2 separate regions of the Gossypium hirsutum genome follow, and region 2 is linked to region 1. Evidence: chromatin contacts called from public Hi-C data. All regions are on one chromosome and are shown on one strand. Each heading gives the region's core, a stretch centred on a gene start, on an enhancer-like site or on the middle of the called end of the contact. The rest is flanking DNA. Distances are from core to core; before and after follow the strand shown. Region 1 holds the start of LOC107897604 (shikimate kinase 1, chloroplastic). Region 2 holds the start of LOC107897635 (programmed cell death protein 2-like).

Region 1 (2,972 bases), core at 217-2,716:
ATGGAAGAGATTAAAAAAAAAAAGGAGGTATCTAATCACCATATCATACTTTATAAACCAAAGATTAAAATAATTACAGGGAATTTTATCATACCTTTAACATTAAAGCTTCATCAAAAGGTGCATGAATGCTTCCAGTTTCCATTGTTGAAGCTGCGAAATAACATTTTAAAACATAACATCATAGGGATCAATCATATGTGTGATAAAATTTTAAATTCTCAAGAACAATTTAGCCACCTAGGGTCTGAGTAGTACTGCTCTCACTTTGGATAATCTCAACATGAACAAAACATGCTAGTTTCATCCTATGGTAAAACAACATGAAATTCAACCAAGATTAAATGGTACAACTTAGCAGAAAAGTGAGAACATGAAAGGAGACTGACATTTGACAGAAGGCATAGACAAAATGATTTCTGATCTATGCTCCAAGTATTACAAATGGTTATATTAGGAAATTTAATAAAACCCCGCGTCATATCCGCACATCAAAAAACAATGGAATTTACTATCAGGTCAATAGTAAATTTATAGTGTTATGTGCAAAAGTAGCCAAAGTTTCTTTCCTGTCTATTTTCCTTTAAAACGTTGCTATTCTTTTATTCCAATTTTACCTTAAATTTTCGCAATCCAACATATCATTAAAAAGATTGGAAAGAGAGAGGACTTTAATAAATGAATCAATTGTACAAAAATGATAAACGAAATTACAACAGTCATAAAATTGGCATATCAATTTTGTTTCACCTGAAAAGTTCGTATAGGAAGAGCAGGAAACCTCCAAAGAGACTGATCTATGTCGATTGGAAGATGTCTGAACCGGAAAGCGGGCCGAAACAACCACCCGGGTCTTGTGTTCTTGCTTTGCTATCCGACCGAACCGCAAAGAACCAGTCGATTTTCTCCCAAACCTTTCCGACTCAATCCATGTCGGATAATTCCACTTGCATGCAACTCCTGCCTCCATTTTCAGCTTCCAACCGCCCCCGATTCAATAAAATTTTCAAAAATAAAAATTCTCAGTTTTTCTTTTATTAATTAATTCAAGAGAAATTTATGCAGAAATTAGTTAATAATAAAGCTAATGAAACTTTAACAACAGAAATTTCAAGCAAAACTTATGAACTTACCTCAATTAATTAATAAAGATAAAATGAAATTCGTGAAGGGATATTGCTCTCTGACTTTGTATTAAAGCAGAGAAGGCTCGTTTATCATAATCTATTACTGTAATATCTTTAGAAATGCAGTTTGCTCTTTCTGGCAGGAATCATTTTAAAGCGGCGACTGGAGTATGGAAACTGTATACAAATTTTATATATACCTCTATTATATTTAAACAGTGAAACAATGATGACGTGGAAGCAAGGGCATTCCCACCAACCAATTCCCCCCGGCAAGGAGGGGTTGGTAGCAAGCATTCAGAGGAAGAAGGTGAGGTGAGGGGTTGCTTTCGTGCGCTCATTCTTGTGGTAGTTGTTATTCACTCTCCTGCTGCCACGTTTTTAATTTCATAAATTACTGTTTTTGTGGTCAGAAATCTACAAATAAATAATACAATTTATTTTAATCAATATTACATAAAAAAATGTTTCTATGTTTTTTTACTTAAATAACAATCAAAATAAAAAAAATTATCACCATTTTACTAAGGCTTCGTTTGGGGCGGCGGTGCGGTGCGTTTAGCTTACTTTTTATCTCATGCTACAGTATCGCTACAGTATCTAATCTCACTGCCACCGCTGTTTTTACACTAACCGCAGGTAAACGCACCACCCATCTAAACTCACCCTAAGAAAGGCATTTTCCTATTTTATTTACAAAAATAGGTCATTTTATTTATTATTTATCGGAATGGGTTAAAAATACAAAAGCACGTCTACGTAAAAGTGTTTTAAGGGAAAATTCCAGCAAAACGCGTCCTTTAGGGAGCGCTTTTGCCATGTCAGGAAAACGCGTCCTCCCTTATGGGCGTGTTTTAGCCTGTGTTTTTTACCCCTAACGGTCATCCAAACAATCATTTAAAATTTTGATCGTTGGGGGTCCAACAGTAAAAAAAAACTATAAAACCCCTTCCTATTTTTTTACACAAACATTTCTTCCAAAATTCTCAAAAAAGCTCTCCAATTTCTCCTTAAATTTCTCAAAGCTCGCTTTACTTAACTATTTCCTTTAATTTTTTTCTAAATTAGTATTCTTTTTTTTTATAATTTCTAAGATATTTGATCGTGTTAGCAATAGCCAGGGAATTAATTCATCTAGATCATAAACATATCTCCGTCGAACAAATGAAAACAGTAAGGGTTAATTTCAATTTTTGAATATTATTTAATATTTTTTCATTTATGTAATTTTAATTAATTTTTTTATAATTTTTTATAATAGTCTGTAAATCGGATGTTACATGTTATATTCGTAATATGTCTGGTCCTCCATCACCGTTGATAGAAAATTACTTGAGAAAAGTGGGTTTTCGGCACGTGGCCAATATAGACCGGGGGCACAAGTTGGATTCGAAACTCATCAACGCGTTCATAGAGAGGTGGAGTGTAACAGCACGATTTTAGGGCTAGTCAGAACAGTGGTTTCGGGACCACAAATCCGACGTAGAAAGATTCATTTTTATTATATTTTTATTTTATTATATTTTTATGGTCTATAGTTTTATGGAACTATTCTATGAAAATCTTGTTAAAAAATTTTGACATTTGGGCACTCAATTTAGCCAAAAGGACTAAATTATAAAAAGTGAAAAAGTTGAGTTCTACATGCTAAAGATGTCCAATTGCTATGAGATTTTAAATTAGAGGTCCTTATATGATAATTAGACCATTTGTTAAGTTAGTGGACAAAAATGGACATGGTGAGATAAAATTTTAAAGAAAGGCATTAAGTGTATTTTGGTCATTTGGTAAATAAAAGAATAAAAAGGGAAAATCAAGTCAAAATTTGCTCATCTTTCTTCTACC
Region 2 (2,972 bases), core at 167-2,666, 200 kb after region 1:
TGAGAAGTAAGGAATGAATTTGTCGAGATAGCGAAGTGTCAGGGATACAGTCGAGCAAAGAATTCGACTAGAGGAAAGTTTCATAGCAAGCCAAGTAGCTCGAAGGATTGGATGGAGCCCGCCACCCTAACAAGGTAAACTTGTCATAAGTGAACAGGGAGTAAATTTATATTTAATTTATTTTACGATTGTTTACCCTTCTGTGATAGGGTTAATCATGATCGGTATAGGAACTCACTAAGTTCAATCGAACTTACGAAGTTAACTAATGTTCACAGGACTTGTGAGGGTGATCGAGGACTAAGAAGAGGAACTAAACCAGGTAAAGTGAAGATCAAGGATCATTGTTGGATCGAGTCATGCACATAGGAAAAGGATACAATTGGAGGCTTCCCCATAGGATTATTAACGATGAAGCCCGATAGCACAATTAGAATTTGGATTTTAGGACACATAGTCTTTAGTTAAGGTTTAAGATTTGTAAAATGGCCATTGTAAATAAAAAAATCATATTAGAGATAAGAATATAAGAGACTAAGCATTTGGTGGCTTAAGGCCTTAGTTATAAGAACTATTATTTTTAAATTTTATAATTTTAATTTAGACTGTTTTATAGCAGTTAAGCTAGCAATTATTAAGCATAGGTCCATTTGTGACGCTCTATACCCGGATCCGACAGACGGGTCGAGCATGGCGTGTTACACGTAGAAAACATGTTGGCATTTAGTGATACTATTTGTCATATGATACTTCCATCATATCTTTAATGTCAAATAACAACATAATAATTAAAATGTTACAAATCGATAATGTTACTGAAATTAAATTTTGGTGACCAAAACTTAGTTTAAACTAGATGTGTTCATGGGTCGGATCGGGTTAGATTTGGGTTGGATCTAAGCATGATATTAATATACTTTATACTTGCCCAAGCTTGGCCCAGCCCGAAATATGGGCCTAGAATTTTGCTAAAATTTTACTCAAACCCGCTCATATTTCCAAAAGATTAACCCAAGTCTATTTTAAGTCCGTCCATATTATATTTTAAAAATATTTATATTATATTATTTTAATATTAATATTTTTTTATTTATTAAAATTTTTTATATAATCATCTTAACATTATTTTAATGTTTAAAGTAATATTATATATTTAGTATAAATTTATTTTTTAATGTATTATAAATAGCATAATATAAATTATTATAATATTAAAAATAGATCAAATTTATTTAAACCTTAAACAATCAAGCTCGAATCTAACTCGTATTTTAAAAAGAGTTAATTTTTTTTTGAATTTTTTTTATCAAACTTTAATATTTTTTACCAATTTTTTTTTAAAATCTGGACGTGCGCTGGAGGAGTAACTTACCCAATAAGTCTAATTTAAATAATGCATAAATCACTATTTTTTTTAGTTTAACCAAACTTATATATCTCTAACATTTCCCGACTCACTCCCATCTCATACTTTCTCTCCGTCTCTGTTGACTTGGTTGTGGAGAAACCTTTTTTTTTTTTTCGAAGGCATCAGTTTACATCGCTATTTGAAAGCTTGATGAGTAGGGTTGTGCTAGGCTTGCCAGGGCCATGGGCTGAGGATAACCGTGAGCCCTCTGATCATTACACTACCAAAATTGGTGGACTTCCTGTATTTCTCCTTCTCCCTCTTTTCATCTTCATATGTATTCATGTCCTCTGCTAGTTCAAGCCCTTCAGCTGAGTAAATCAATCTTTGTGGGTTTTCAAGCAAAGCATGAAGAAGGCTATCTACAAACACATGGGTTAATGTAGTTCGGATTTTGGGTCGTCTTTTGATCCTTAAATTAGTGTGGGTTCGGAGGATATTTAAAGCTTTTGTGCTCCCTCACTAGCCTTCAGCCTTTTCCTTAGACATCTACTCAGCTAAACCTAGCAGAGGACATCAACAGTTAGTTTTTTTTTTCTGGGTTATGTTTTTCTATACCTTCAACTTTGTTCTTTTAACAGGATTGGCCTCTTCCTATAGAGGCTTTGAAGTTCAACCCTACACTTATTCACTGCACACAATGTGGAAGTAAACTCTGTCTTGTTGCTCAGGTTTTTCTTATTCTAACTCTAATGCATTTTCTTCCTGTTATTGTCGACAAAACTTTTAACATTTGAATCCAATAAATTATATTATTTGGCTAAATTCCTGTTAAGGTTTATGCTCCAGTTTCAAGTGGAACTTTGAACGTAGAAGACCGTCTACTTCTTGTTTTTGGTTGTGTGGCACCAAATTGTGGTAGCTCTTCTCTCAGGTTGTTTCTCTGATTTGTTTGTTTGACCCTTGTTTATCATTGAAACATGATTCTTTTAACTGCATAGGTGTTATGTTCTCTTTTAGTCAGTGTTGTCAAGGCGTGTTCTTAGGTGCGCCTGCGGCACTGGACAGCAAAATCGCCTTAGACCCTTTCAGGAAAAGTCCATTTAATCAGGCGCACACCTACTGCACGTAGGCACCTATTTTTGTAAGGCGATAGCCATTAAAAAAGCCTTCCTAATTGAAGTTATCCTTAATTTCTTTTAATTTTCACTTTTTTTCGTTAGATATGCCTTAGTAAAAAGAGGATAGTACCAGACTCTAATACTTCTTAATATTTGAGTATTCAACAATAGACATTGACCATAAGGAAATCAAGTATATTGACCAATAAAAAAAATGCATGTTTTGTAGATAAACTAGACCAGACTTTAGAGTTTATTATAAATCTCAAGCTTTATATTACATATAAAAGTTCACACATTTACATATTGCACATTACTTTTCTCAGGCTAGTGCTTTTTTTTGCCTTGTGCGTTGCGCCTAAGGCAAAGTTAACTAGTGCTTATAATGCACCTTGTGCCCATCACACACCAGTGCTTGTAGTATGAGAATAATGGCTACTTAGATGTATACTTTAATTAATGAAATATAATTATATAGTTGGCGAGCTCTTCGGATTCAGAAA

What was found. A called contact is a pair of places that touch in the nucleus more often than the background predicts.
Region 2: a contact with region 1 is called in a Hi-C map of leaf, with 4 times the contacts expected there. The contact joins the promoter of LOC107897635 here to the promoter of LOC107897604 in region 1. A contact is called at or near these places in 17 of 34 Hi-C or Micro-C datasets (anther, callus, fibers and 4 more).

What each region holds. Positions count from the first base shown.
Region 1 is chrA11:38,749,825-38,752,796 of Gossypium_hirsutum_v2.1, forward strand. It overlaps LOC107897604 (shikimate kinase 1, chloroplastic), which reads right to left and starts at 1,467. Exons shown (of 12, transcript XM_016823123.2): 1 at 1,134-1,467; 2 at 751-976; 3 at 95-153. The coding sequence starts at 970.
Region 2 is chrA11:38,954,234-38,957,205 of Gossypium_hirsutum_v2.1, forward strand. LOC107897635 (programmed cell death protein 2-like) reads left to right here and starts at 1,417. Exons shown (of 8, transcript XM_041081950.1): 1 at 1,417-1,651; 2 at 1,990-2,079; 3 at 2,185-2,282; 4 at 2,948-2,972. The coding sequence starts at 1,559.